Regions from separate parts of the Anser cygnoides genome. Here regions 1 and 2 are each linked to region 3. Evidence: chromatin contacts called from public Hi-C data. All regions are on one chromosome and are shown on one strand. The core of a region is the stretch at or near the end of the contact, and the rest is flanking DNA. Distances in the headings are between cores, read along the strand shown. Region 1 holds the start of MAP1S (microtubule associated protein 1S). Region 2 holds the start of CCDC124 (coiled-coil domain containing 124). Region 3 holds the start of NDUFA13 (NADH:ubiquinone oxidoreductase subunit A13).

The links. Hi-C and Micro-C count contacts between places; a contact is called where the count stands out from the background.
Region 1: a contact with region 3 is called in a Hi-C map of liver, with 4 times the contacts expected there. The contact joins the promoter of MAP1S here to the promoter of NDUFA13 in region 3. A contact is called at or near these places in 3 of 7 Hi-C or Micro-C datasets (granulosa cells and liver).
Region 2: a Hi-C map of liver shows a contact between it and region 3, with 4 times the contacts expected there. The contact joins the promoter of CCDC124 here to the promoter of NDUFA13 in region 3. A contact is called at or near these places in 2 of 7 Hi-C or Micro-C datasets (granulosa cells and liver).

The regions. Positions count from the first base shown.
Region 1 is chr27:1,193,471-1,196,869 of Taihu_goose_T2T_genome, reverse strand. MAP1S (microtubule associated protein 1S) reads right to left here and starts at 1,760. Exons shown (of 7, transcript XM_066983785.1): 1 at 1,580-1,760. The coding sequence starts at 1,709. It overlaps LOC136787009 (cocaine- and amphetamine-regulated transcript protein-like), which reads right to left. Exons shown (of 7, transcript XM_066983791.1): 7 at 3,118-3,382. The coding sequence ends at 3,275.
Region 2 is chr27:1,233,656-1,237,004 of Taihu_goose_T2T_genome, reverse strand. It overlaps CCDC124 (coiled-coil domain containing 124), which reads right to left and starts at 1,409. Exons shown (of 5, transcript XM_066983732.1): 1 at 1,255-1,409; 2 at 267-438. The coding sequence starts at 425. It overlaps SLC5A5 (solute carrier family 5 member 5), which reads right to left. Exons shown (of 18, transcript XM_066983642.1): 15 at 2,922-3,025; 16 at 2,714-2,829; 17 at 2,330-2,623; 18 at 1,251-1,310. The coding sequence ends at 1,251.
Region 3 is chr27:1,372,788-1,376,237 of Taihu_goose_T2T_genome, reverse strand. NDUFA13 (NADH:ubiquinone oxidoreductase subunit A13) reads left to right here and starts at 1,637. Exons shown (of 5, transcript XM_066984035.1): 1 at 1,637-1,814; 2 at 1,889-1,967; 3 at 2,433-2,504; 4 at 2,586-2,655; 5 at 2,976-3,239. The coding sequence starts at 1,721. The coding sequence ends at 3,095.

The DNA of each region.
Region 1 (3,399 bases), core at 511-3,010, 180 kb after region 3:
AACCCCAGCAGCCCCCAGCACCCCCGGTACCGGGGGGGGGGTTTCCTGGGGGGGTCGCAACCGCCGCCGCCCGCCAACGGCTCCCCCCCCCCGGTGGGCGATGGCGCAAGGCCACCGGCGTTGCACAAGGCGCCGGCGAGCGTTGGGGCGCAGCCGGGGCCGTTTTCGGGGGGTTCCCCAGCGGTGCTGGGGGTGGCCGGGGGTTTGGCCACGGCCTCGCGTGGGGCCGGGTCCCGTGGGGACACGAGGCGGGGGGTCCTGGCCCCAGGGGGTGACGAGGGGAGGGGACGGGGGCGCAGGGGCGCAGCCACAGCCCCCAGAGCCCGGGGCAGATCCTAGAGGGGCAGGAGGGGGGGGGAGAGAGGGGGGGCAGGGCAGGAGGGGAGGGGTAAGGGGTGGGGGTACCGCGCGTCTGGGGCAGGAACAGGGGCAGATCCTGGGGGGCTGGGGAGCTGGTGCAGATCCCAGGGGTCTGGGGCAGGAGATGGGGCAGATCCTGGGGGGCTGGGGGGGCAGATTCCTGGGGGAGGAGATGGGGCAGATCCCGGGGATCTGGGGGGGGCAGATCCCAGCTCCCTGGTGTAGGAGATGGGGCAGATCCAGGGGATCTGGGGGGGCAGATCCAGGGGATTTGGGGGGGACAGATGCTGGGGATCTGACGGGCAGATCCTAAGGATCTTGGAAGAGCAGATCCAGGGGATCCAGAGGATCCGGGGGGGCAGATCCCGGGTCCCTGGGGCATCAGATAGGGCAGATCCTGGGGACTCATGGACAGATCCCAGAGATCCAGGGGCAGATCCCGGGGGGCTGGGGCAGCAGATGGGGCAAATCCTGGGGATCCGGGGGGGCAGATCCCTGCGGGAGGAGATGGAGCAGATCCTGGGGATCTGGGAGGCAAATCCAGGGGGATTTGGGGTGGCAGATGCTGGGGATCCAAAGGGCAGATCCTAAGGATCCTGGGGAAGGAGATCCAGGGGATCCAGAGCAAGAGATGAAGCAGATCCTGAGGATTATGGGGGGCAGATCCCAGGGGCCTGGGGCAGCAGATAGGGCAGATCCTGGGGATCCAGAGCAGGAGATGGGGCAGATCCTGGGGATCTGGGGGGGGGACAGATCCTGGGTCCCTGGGGCATTAGACAGGACAGATCCTGGGGATCCCGGAGAAGATCCTGGGGATCCAGGGGCAGGAGACGGGGGCAGATCCCGGGGATGCTGGGGGCAGATCCTGGGGATCCAGGGGCAGGAGACGGGGGCAGATCCCGGGGATCCAGAGCCACATCCCAGGGATGATCCCGGGTCCCTGGGGCAGGAGAGGGGGCAGCTCCCGTGGATCCCGGGGCAGATCCCGGCTCCCCGGGGGCAGATCCCCGGGGCAGCTCCCGCGGCTCCCATTGCAGCCCCCCCCCCCGCAGGCCACGGCCCCACCCGCGGAGGCCCCACGGGAGCAGCCCCCGGTGTGTGCGTGTGGGGGGGGGGGAGCGGGGGCGGACCCCCCCGACGGCCCCGCTCCCGGCGGCGGGGCTCAGCCACGCGGGGCCCGGGGCCGGGGCCGGGACCGGGGAGCTCCCCCCGGGCTCACCTCGCTCCAGCTGCTGCAGGGCGGCCGCCAGCAGCCCGGGCCGGTGGCAGCCGCCGCCCACGATCGCCAGCAGCGAGAAGCGGCGCGGCCCCGCCGCGGGGCCCGGAGCCGCCGCCGCCGCCGCCGCCATCTTGGGCGCCCCCCGCAGCCGCCGCCGCCGCCGCCGCCTCCCGCCGGCCCCGCCCCGCGGCAGCGCTCGGCCGGGCCCCGCCCGCTGACGTCACCGCGGGCCAATGGGGGAGCGCGGAGGGGACCGCGGAGGGAGGGGCGGGGGAGAGGAGGGGGAGGGTTAAAGGGGCGATGGCAGGGCGGGGTCGGGGCGGTGGGGCCCGCGCGGCGGAGGGGTGGGCGGGGTGGGGTGGGGTGCGGTGCATGCAGTGCATGCAATGCAATACGGGGTGCAGGACCAAGAGGGTGCAGGGCAGGGTGGGGGTGCAAGGGGGGTGCAATGCAGTGCAATGCAATACGGGGTGCAGGACCAAGAGGGTGCAGGGCAGGGTGGGGGTGCAGGGTGGGTGCAGCGCAGCACAATGCAGTGCAATGCAGTGCTGGGGTGCAGAGCCAGGAGGGTGCGATGCCGTGCAACGCAGCATTGGGGTGCAGGGTGGTGCAGGGCTGTGAGGGTGCAATGCCGTGCAACACAGTGTTGGGGTGCAGGGCGGGGGCAATGCAGTGCAACGCAGCATTGGGGTACAGGATGGTGCAGGGCCGGGAGGGTGCAATGCAGTGTTGGGGTGCAGGGCGGGCGCAGTGCAGTGCAATGCAGTGCAGGGCTGCAGGGCGGTGTAGAGGGCCAGGCGGGTGCAATGCAGTGCGGGGCTGCAGAGCCAGGAGGGTGCAATGCAGTGCAGTGCAGCGTTGGGGTGCAGGGTGGGTGCAGTGCAGTGCAAGACAGGGTGCAAGACCAGGAGGGTGCAGTGCAGGGTGGGTGCAGTGCAGTGCAGTGCAGTGCTGCGGTGCAGGGCAGCGTAGAGACGGGTGGGTGCAATGCAGTGCTGGGGTGCAGAGCCAGGAGGGTGCAACGCAGTGCAGTGCAGTGTTGGGGTGCAGGGCTGTGAGGGTGCAATGCAGTGTTGGGGTACAGTGCGGGTGCAGTGCAGTAGTGCAGGGTGGTGCAGGGTGGGTGCAGTGCAGCGTTGTGGCGCAGGGCCGGGAGGGTGCAATGCAGCATTGGGGTGCAGTGCAGGGTAGGGCTGGGGGGCATAGCGATGGGCAGTGCCGTGCGATGCAGTGCAGGGATGTGCTGTGCACCGCCGTGCAGTGCTGTGGCTATGCAGTGCAGTGCAGGGATGTGCTGAGCACCGCTGTGCTGTGCAGGGGGTGTGCAGTGCAGCGCGCTGCAGCACCAAGCAGCTGCTGACCAGTGCAGGCTGCGCAGTGCGTGGTGCAGGGGAGGCGCTGTGCAGCGCATCACTGAGCAGGATGGGGCCGGGCGGGCAGCGAAGCCCCCTCGCAGCCCCCAGCCCGTTCCCAAATAACTTCCCCAGCACCCAGAGGTGGCACCGCAGGACCCCCCCACCCAACAGAGCAGGCAGCAGTCGGGATCCAAGGCCTTTAATGCACCCCAGGGCCCCCCAGCAGCACCCGCTGGTGGGAGCTGGGGGGGAGAGGAGGTCATGCCCCCCCCGACGAGGCAGGGACCAGCAGCATCCAGGCGGCGGCACCGTCCCCGGGGACCCCGCTGCGCCCGGCCCCTCAGGAGCACTCGAGGACGTGGAGGTTGCAGGCGGTGCCGGGGGGGCAGCTGCAGCGCGTCCCGAAGCGCGCCCCCCTCCGCACCGCGCAGGGCTCCCGGGGCTGGCACTGCGGGACCGATCCCG
Region 2 (3,349 bases), core at 160-2,659, 140 kb after region 3:
TCCCCCCGGAAGCCGGCTCTTCAGCACGCCAGATTTCTCAACTACACGCTGAAGCTCGCGCTTGCTCCCACACCCTGCTGCTTTTAGCTCCCAGAGGAGCCGCTCCTTGGAGCTGCGCTGCCCGAACACCGAGCACAGGACGACGTTTGCACAGACGGCAACGGCTCCGGCACGGAGAAACGAGCCTCTCGGAGCAAACCTGGGTCTCGAGGGCTCTGCGGGAAGCAGCCAGGAAATCTCCTTCCACCTCCCCGCCAGCCTCTCACCTTCCTCTGTTCCTTCCTCATCACGTGTTTGTCTTCATCCTTCCAGTAGGCATCTTCCAGCTCCTGCTGCCGCTTGGCATCGGCTGCTGCCTTTGCCTCGGCCTTCCTCGCGCGGGCAGCGGCCGACTTGGTGTTCTCACCTTGGAACTTCTTGGGCATCACTCAAGGTGCTCTGCGGGAAAGGGAGGCGAGCAATGAACGAGCCTCAGACCCCTGGCCGGGCCCTGGGGCTCACCGGAACGCCTGGAAGCAGGAACGACCGCAGCCCACGCCAGGACAACCACGTCCTCAGCAGCAGCCGCTCCCTCCCGCCTACCTCTCGTGCTGCTGCAGCCCGACAGAGCCGGCCGGGGTCAGGCGCTGAGCCAGGCCCCGGCGCTGCCCGCTGCGGACTTGGGGCGCCGAGCGCGAGCGAAGCCAGGCTCCGCACAGCGGGGCCGCGCCAGGCTCTGCACGTACGCGGTGTATCGAGCCCTCGGAGGGCTCAGACAGCACCGCAGCCCCCCCCTCAAGCCGATGTTGGGCTCCTCAGCCGCACGCGAGCCCCCCGAGGGTTCGCACGGCCCCCCCCACGCAGAGGCAGGGCCCCGCGGGGGCGCTCCGTTAACTCCCGGTGGTGTCAGGGCACACAGAGCCCCACAGGGCAGGCACGGAGGGATCCTTCGGGCTGGAGACGCCCTCCAGGCCCAGCCACCCCCCCAACCCCGGCCGCAGGCCCCAGCCCCGGCCCCCCCTTGCACCCCCACGGGACGGGGACGCCCCCACCCCCCCGGGCAGCCCGTCCCGAGGCCCGGAGGCCCCTTCTGAGGAGAAACGGCCCCTAATGTCCCCTAACCCCCACCCCCCGGCACAACCCGGGGCCGTTCCGTCACGGTTACCGGCCAGGGGCACCCGAACCCGGCCCGGGCCTGCGCCTGCCCCTGCCCCCCTCAGCCCCCAGCGCCCCCCCACAGGCCCGGTCCCGGCCCCCCCCCGGCCCCGCTCCTACCGGGCCCCGCCGCCCCGCCCGTCGCGCTCCGATGACGTCACCGCCGCGCGCGGCGGCTGCCTCAGGGAGGGGGGAGCGGCGCCGGAAGGCTCCTCAGGGCCCCCGCGACGCCGCAGCCGCCATCTTTGTTGAGGGCACTGAGCGTCTCTCACACGGCCCCGGGGGTTGAGGGGGGAGAGAGAGAAGCGGGGGGAGAGCGGAGAGGGGGGCAGCCCCCACGCACAGCGGCGCTCCGGGGCGGCTGAGGAACCGCGGAGAGCCCGCCCGGTTGCAGCAGCCGCCGCCACTTCTTCCGTGCCCGGCACAAAGATGGCGGCGCAGCGGCGCCCCCCTCAAGATGGCGGCGGGGCAGGGCGGGGCCAACGTCACGTGGGCGGGTGGGCGGGGGCTTGGCGGGGTGGGCGGGGCCCGGCTGGAGGCTGGGGGCGGGGTCGGGAGGAGTGGGCGGGGCTTGGCGGGGCGCGGCCCATTGTTGGCCGGGTGGGCGGGGCAGGGAGGGGGCGGGGCTTAGCGGAACCACGCCCCCTCCCCGTTCTCCCCCCCCCCCCCCCCCCCCCAAGCCTCCCGATCTCCCCCCGCCCCCCCAGGACCGACCCCCCCGGCCCCCGCCCTCCCCTCATCCCCCCTAATCCCCCCCACTTCCCCCCCGGGCCCCCCCCGAGCCTCCCCGACCCCCTCATCCCGCCCCTGACCCCCCCCAGGCCCCATAACACCCCCTCCCGACCCTCCTCCGGGTCCCCCCGACCCCCTCATCCCCCCCTGACCCCCCTCCGACCCCACCCCTGACCCCCCCCGGACCCTCCCCAGCCCCCGATTCCCCCCCGACCCCCTCCAGACCCCCCCGACCCCAATGGACCCCCCCCCCCCCAGGCCCCCTCTGACCCCTTCATCACACCCCCAACCCCCTCCAGACCCCCCCCGACCCCCTGAACCTCCCCTGACCCCCCCCGGCCCCCCTGGACCTTCCCCTCGGGGCCCCCCCCGAACCCCTTATTCCCCCCCGACCCCCTCGAACCCTCCCCAGCCCCCCCAGAACCCCCCCCCCCCAAGGACAGGCTCGACCCCCGGGAGCCACCACAGCATTTATTGTCCCCTGTCCCCCCCCCCAGAGCTGCGGGTGGGGGGCACAGGGGACACCGTCCTGGGGGGGACACAGGGGACAGCAGCCCGGGGGGGGGGGGGCACACCCCTGGGTGCCCGTTCTCCCCCCCCCCCCCCCCGGTGCCCCCCTGTCCCTACACGTGGGTCTCCTGCAGCAGCTGCTCGGTGGCACCGCAGAGCTCAGGGGGGCCCGGGCCCTGCAGCCCCCCCGGGCTGCCTGCACCAGCAGCACCGGGGGGGCCTCGGCACCCTGGGGACCCCTGAGGACCTGCAGGAAGAGGAGGGGGCTTGAGGAGGCTGGGGGGGGCAAGGGGGGGGGTTGGGGAGGGGGATTTTGGGGGGGGGGGGGGGGGGTCACCTTGGCGGGGTGCTCGCCCGGGGGGGTGGTGGCCCCCGCCGGGGACACCGAGGACGTCTGCTTCGTGATGTCCCACCACAGCACCCCCGGGGGCAGCCGTGCCCGCTTGGTGGGCCCTGGGGGGGGGGGGGGGGCACCGTGGAGAGGGGTGCGGGGTGGGGGGCAACGTGGGCCCCCCCCCCCCCCCCCGTGTCCCCCCCGGCCTCACCCGCCAGGTAGCTGAGCAGCACCCCCGCCAGCACGGTGCAGAGCGTCCCCAGCGCCCCGTAGTACAGGTAGGAGATGGCGTAGAAGTCGCCCACCACGGCCGGCCTGCAACGGGGGGGGGGGGGGGGCGGTGACACCGCCCCGGTGACGTCATGAGGCGGGGTGACGTCACCAGGAGAGTGGTGTGACGTCAGAAGGGACGAAGGAGGGGGAGGGCACGGTGAACAGGGCGACAGCGTGATGTCACAAGGAGCAAGGGCAGCGGCGTGATGTCATAGCGGACAAGGAAAGCACTGTGACATCACAATGAGCAAGGAAAGCGCTGTGACGTCACTATGAACGAGGCCAGCAGTGTGACGTCACCATGCCCAGGGCCAGCAGTGTGATGTCACAACGCACAAAGAAAGCAGCGTGACATCGTTGTGAACA
Region 3 (3,450 bases), core at 388-2,887:
TGGGGTGCTCGGATGGGGATGTAACGCCTGTACAGGATGCACGCTCTTTTATCCCCTGAGCATAGGGAGCTCCCCTCTGCTTTTGGGCTGCAGGCAGGCGTGCTGGTGGTGCTGGAGGCCAGAACAGGCGGCTCCTGGGGCCGTCACGGTGCCATCGGTCCGGGGGTGGCGTGGAGTCGCCTCTGCAGGGACGTTGCCCAGGCGCTCTCGTCTCGAGTCTTCAACATCAACTGCAAGGAAACGGCCGAGCACTGGGGAAGCTGAGCGTGTCGGTCGCTGCTGCTCAAAGCCTGGTAGCCACAGGGGCTGCAGATCCCCCGGGATGACCCTGGACAAGGAGCACAAGGCTGTCCTGTACCCGGGGCGCACCCACGCACCCTCGCCCCTGCTGCACGGCCGCCACCTCTTGCACGCTCGCCTCGAGCTCGCCTTGCACGCCCTGGTGACCGCGGCCAAGCCTTCGCCTCCCCCACTTTTCCCAGCACTCCCAGTCCCTGCCCGCGGGCATCGCTTGGCTCCGGCGCCGCGCACCCCTGCCAAGCGCCGCCGGGGAGGGCGGCTCTGCCCACGCCGCCCGGCTCTGCCCCAGCCGCGGGCAGGGGCTGCGGGGGCTCCGGGGGCTCTGCTCGACGCTGCCTCGACCCCGGGACGCTGCGGCCTCCCCAGCAGCTCGGAGGCCCCTGCCCGGCGGCCTCGGCCAGGCCAGCTGCAAAGTTATTAAGTCCCCGCGGCCGCCGAGGGATTACAGGAGCGATTAGAGCTTAAGACAAGGGTGACCTCGATCTGGAACGCGGGGTGGCTGCAGAGCCGGGGGGGGGGGGGGGGACAAAGCGGCAAAGCCCAGCGCCCTGGGACACCGTGCACCAGCCCCGGCCGCCACAGTGGCACGGAGGCGTTGGCACAGCCAAGGTCACGGATGTTCACCGGGGGCCTCCGGGCCACGAGGGCAGGATCTGGCCCCCCTGAAGCAGTCGGGGCCCAGGCTGGGGGTGCCGGGGGGGGGGGTCGGAGCACAGCTGGGGCTGCCCACTGGGGATGCAGGCTGCATGCAGAGCTTCTTGGTGCACTCCGCCACTGCGCGCTTGCTGGCAGGCGCACATGTTTTAGCGCACGCTTGTCAGTGGGTGCACACTTGCTGGTGCACGCTTGCTGGTGCACACTTGCTGGTGCACGCTTGCTGGTGGTGCACACTTGCTGCTGGTGCACACACTTGCCCATTGCTGGTGTATTTTTACCAGTGGCTGAATGCTTTTTGGTGCAGCTTGCCAGCGGGGGCACGCTTTCAGGGAGATGCACGCACCCTGGCTCACGCTTGCCGGTGGGTGAACGCTTTTCGGTGCACGCCTGCTTGTGGGTGCGCAATGCCGGTGCACAATTTCGGTGCAAGCTTCCTCGTGGGTGCACGCTTTCGGTGCATGATTTTTGGCGCACAATTTCGGTGCAAGCTTCCTCGTGGGTGCACGCTTTGTGGTGCCCCCGGCGGCCGCGCACCTTGCAGCTGGGCGCCAGGCTGGGGGCGCGCGGGGCGCTGGGGGCGGGCGCAGGATCCATCCCTGCCCTGTGGGCCCCACGCGTTCCCTGCAGCGCCATCGCCCCTTTAAGGGCTCCACGCGCGCGCGCGGGTGGGGCGGGGCGGGGCGAGGCTCCGCCCTCCCGGTGCCGCCGCCGCCGGTGGCTTCCGGGCAGCGCGGCGGAAGTGACGCGGGGCGCGGCGGCCGGGATGGCGGCGCCGAAGGTGAAGCAGGACATGGCGCCGCCCGGCGGCTACGGGCCCGTGGACTACAAGCGGCACCTCCCGCGCCGCGGCCTCTCAGGTGAGCGCGGGCGGGACCGGGGGAGCGGTGCTCCCCGGTGCCCCCCCCGGTGCCCGCTGACCGCCGCCCCGCAGGTTACAGCCTCTTCGCGATCGGCGTCGGCAGCCTCCTGCTGGGCTACTACACCATCGTCAAGTGGAACCGGGAGCGCAGGTGGCGTGCGGTGACCCCCGGTGCCCCCCCGGTTTCCTCCCGGTACCTCCCAGTCCCCCCTCGGTCCCCGCCCGGGGTTTCCCCGCTCCCTCCCTGCGCTCCCGTTCTCCATACCTTGGGGCTCCCACCCCCGGTTCCCCCATTCCTGCCCGGTTCTCTTGGTCCCCCTCCCCGGTTCCCCCCCGGTTCTGCCCCCCCTGGTTCTCCCCTCGTTCCCGGTTCCGCCCCCCCCCGGTTCTACCCCCCACTTGGTTCCCCCCCCTTCCCGGTTCTCTTCCCGGTTTCCCCCCGGTCCTCTCCCGGTGTTTCCCCGCTCCCTCCCCGTGCTCCCTTCCTCCTTGCGTGGGCCTCCCCCCCCCGGTTCCCCCGTTCCCCCCCGGTTCCCCCCCCGCCCCCGACCACCCCCGGTGCCCCCCCGGTTCCCCGAGCCCACCCCCATCCCGTGCCCCCCCCCCCCCCCCGCAGGCGGCTGCTGATCGAGGACATGGAGGCGCGGATCGCGCTGATGCCGCTGCTGCAGGCCGAGGCCGACCGCAGGTAGGGCAGCACCGGGGGGGTCCCGGGGGGGGTGGCTCCGGTGTGGCCCCCCCCCGGGCACGGCCGTCGCCTCTCTTGCAGGACCCTCCGTATGCTGCGGCAGAACCTGGACGAGGAGGCCAAAATCATGAAGGACGTTCCCGGCTGGAAGGTTCGGCACCGGGGGGGACGGGGATGGGGGGGGATGGGGACTGGGGGGGGGGGGGCGCGGCGCTGGGGCTGTGCCCCGGGGCGGGGGGGTCCTGGGGTCCCCTTGGGATGGGCACAGCGGTGACATAAATTTGGGGGGGGGGACACACCGATTTTCCCCAAGGTGGCTGCTTGTGGGGCTCGGGTGCGGGCTCTGCCCCCATGCTCCGTCCCCCCCGGTGTCCCCCCATGTCCCCACGCCACCCCCGTGTCCCCTCGCCACCCCCCACCCCCCCCGGTGTCCCCCCCGCGCCCCCCTCCCGCGCTCTCTCCCATTCCCAGGTCGGCGAATCCGTGTTCCACACCGACCGCTGGGTGCCGCCGACGCTGGACGAGCTGTACTACCTGCGCTCCCCCGCCGAGATGGAGACCGAGAAGTTTGGGCTGCAGTGCTACGTCTGAGCCCCCCCCCGCCCCCCCCCCCGCCACCTGGGGGGGGTCCCCTAGGCCCCCCGGGGGTCCCCTGTGCCCCCCGAGGGCCCTCTGTGCCCCCCGGGGGTCCCCCTGCTCGAACACCCCGCATTAAACCCGTGTGGATAGGCGGCCGTTTCTGTGTCACCATCGATTTTTTACGCACCCCCCCCCCGGGAAATCTCACCCCATTTATGGGGCGCTCGCTCCTCCTGCGGCCCCGCAGCACCCAGAGGGGCCGGGCCGGTGTCGGGGCGCTGATGCCCGTCTCCCATCCTGGGGGTGCTGAGCGGTGCTGGGAGCGGGGCAGGGGCTGCAGCCCCCCGCAGCGTGCTTTGGGGGGGGG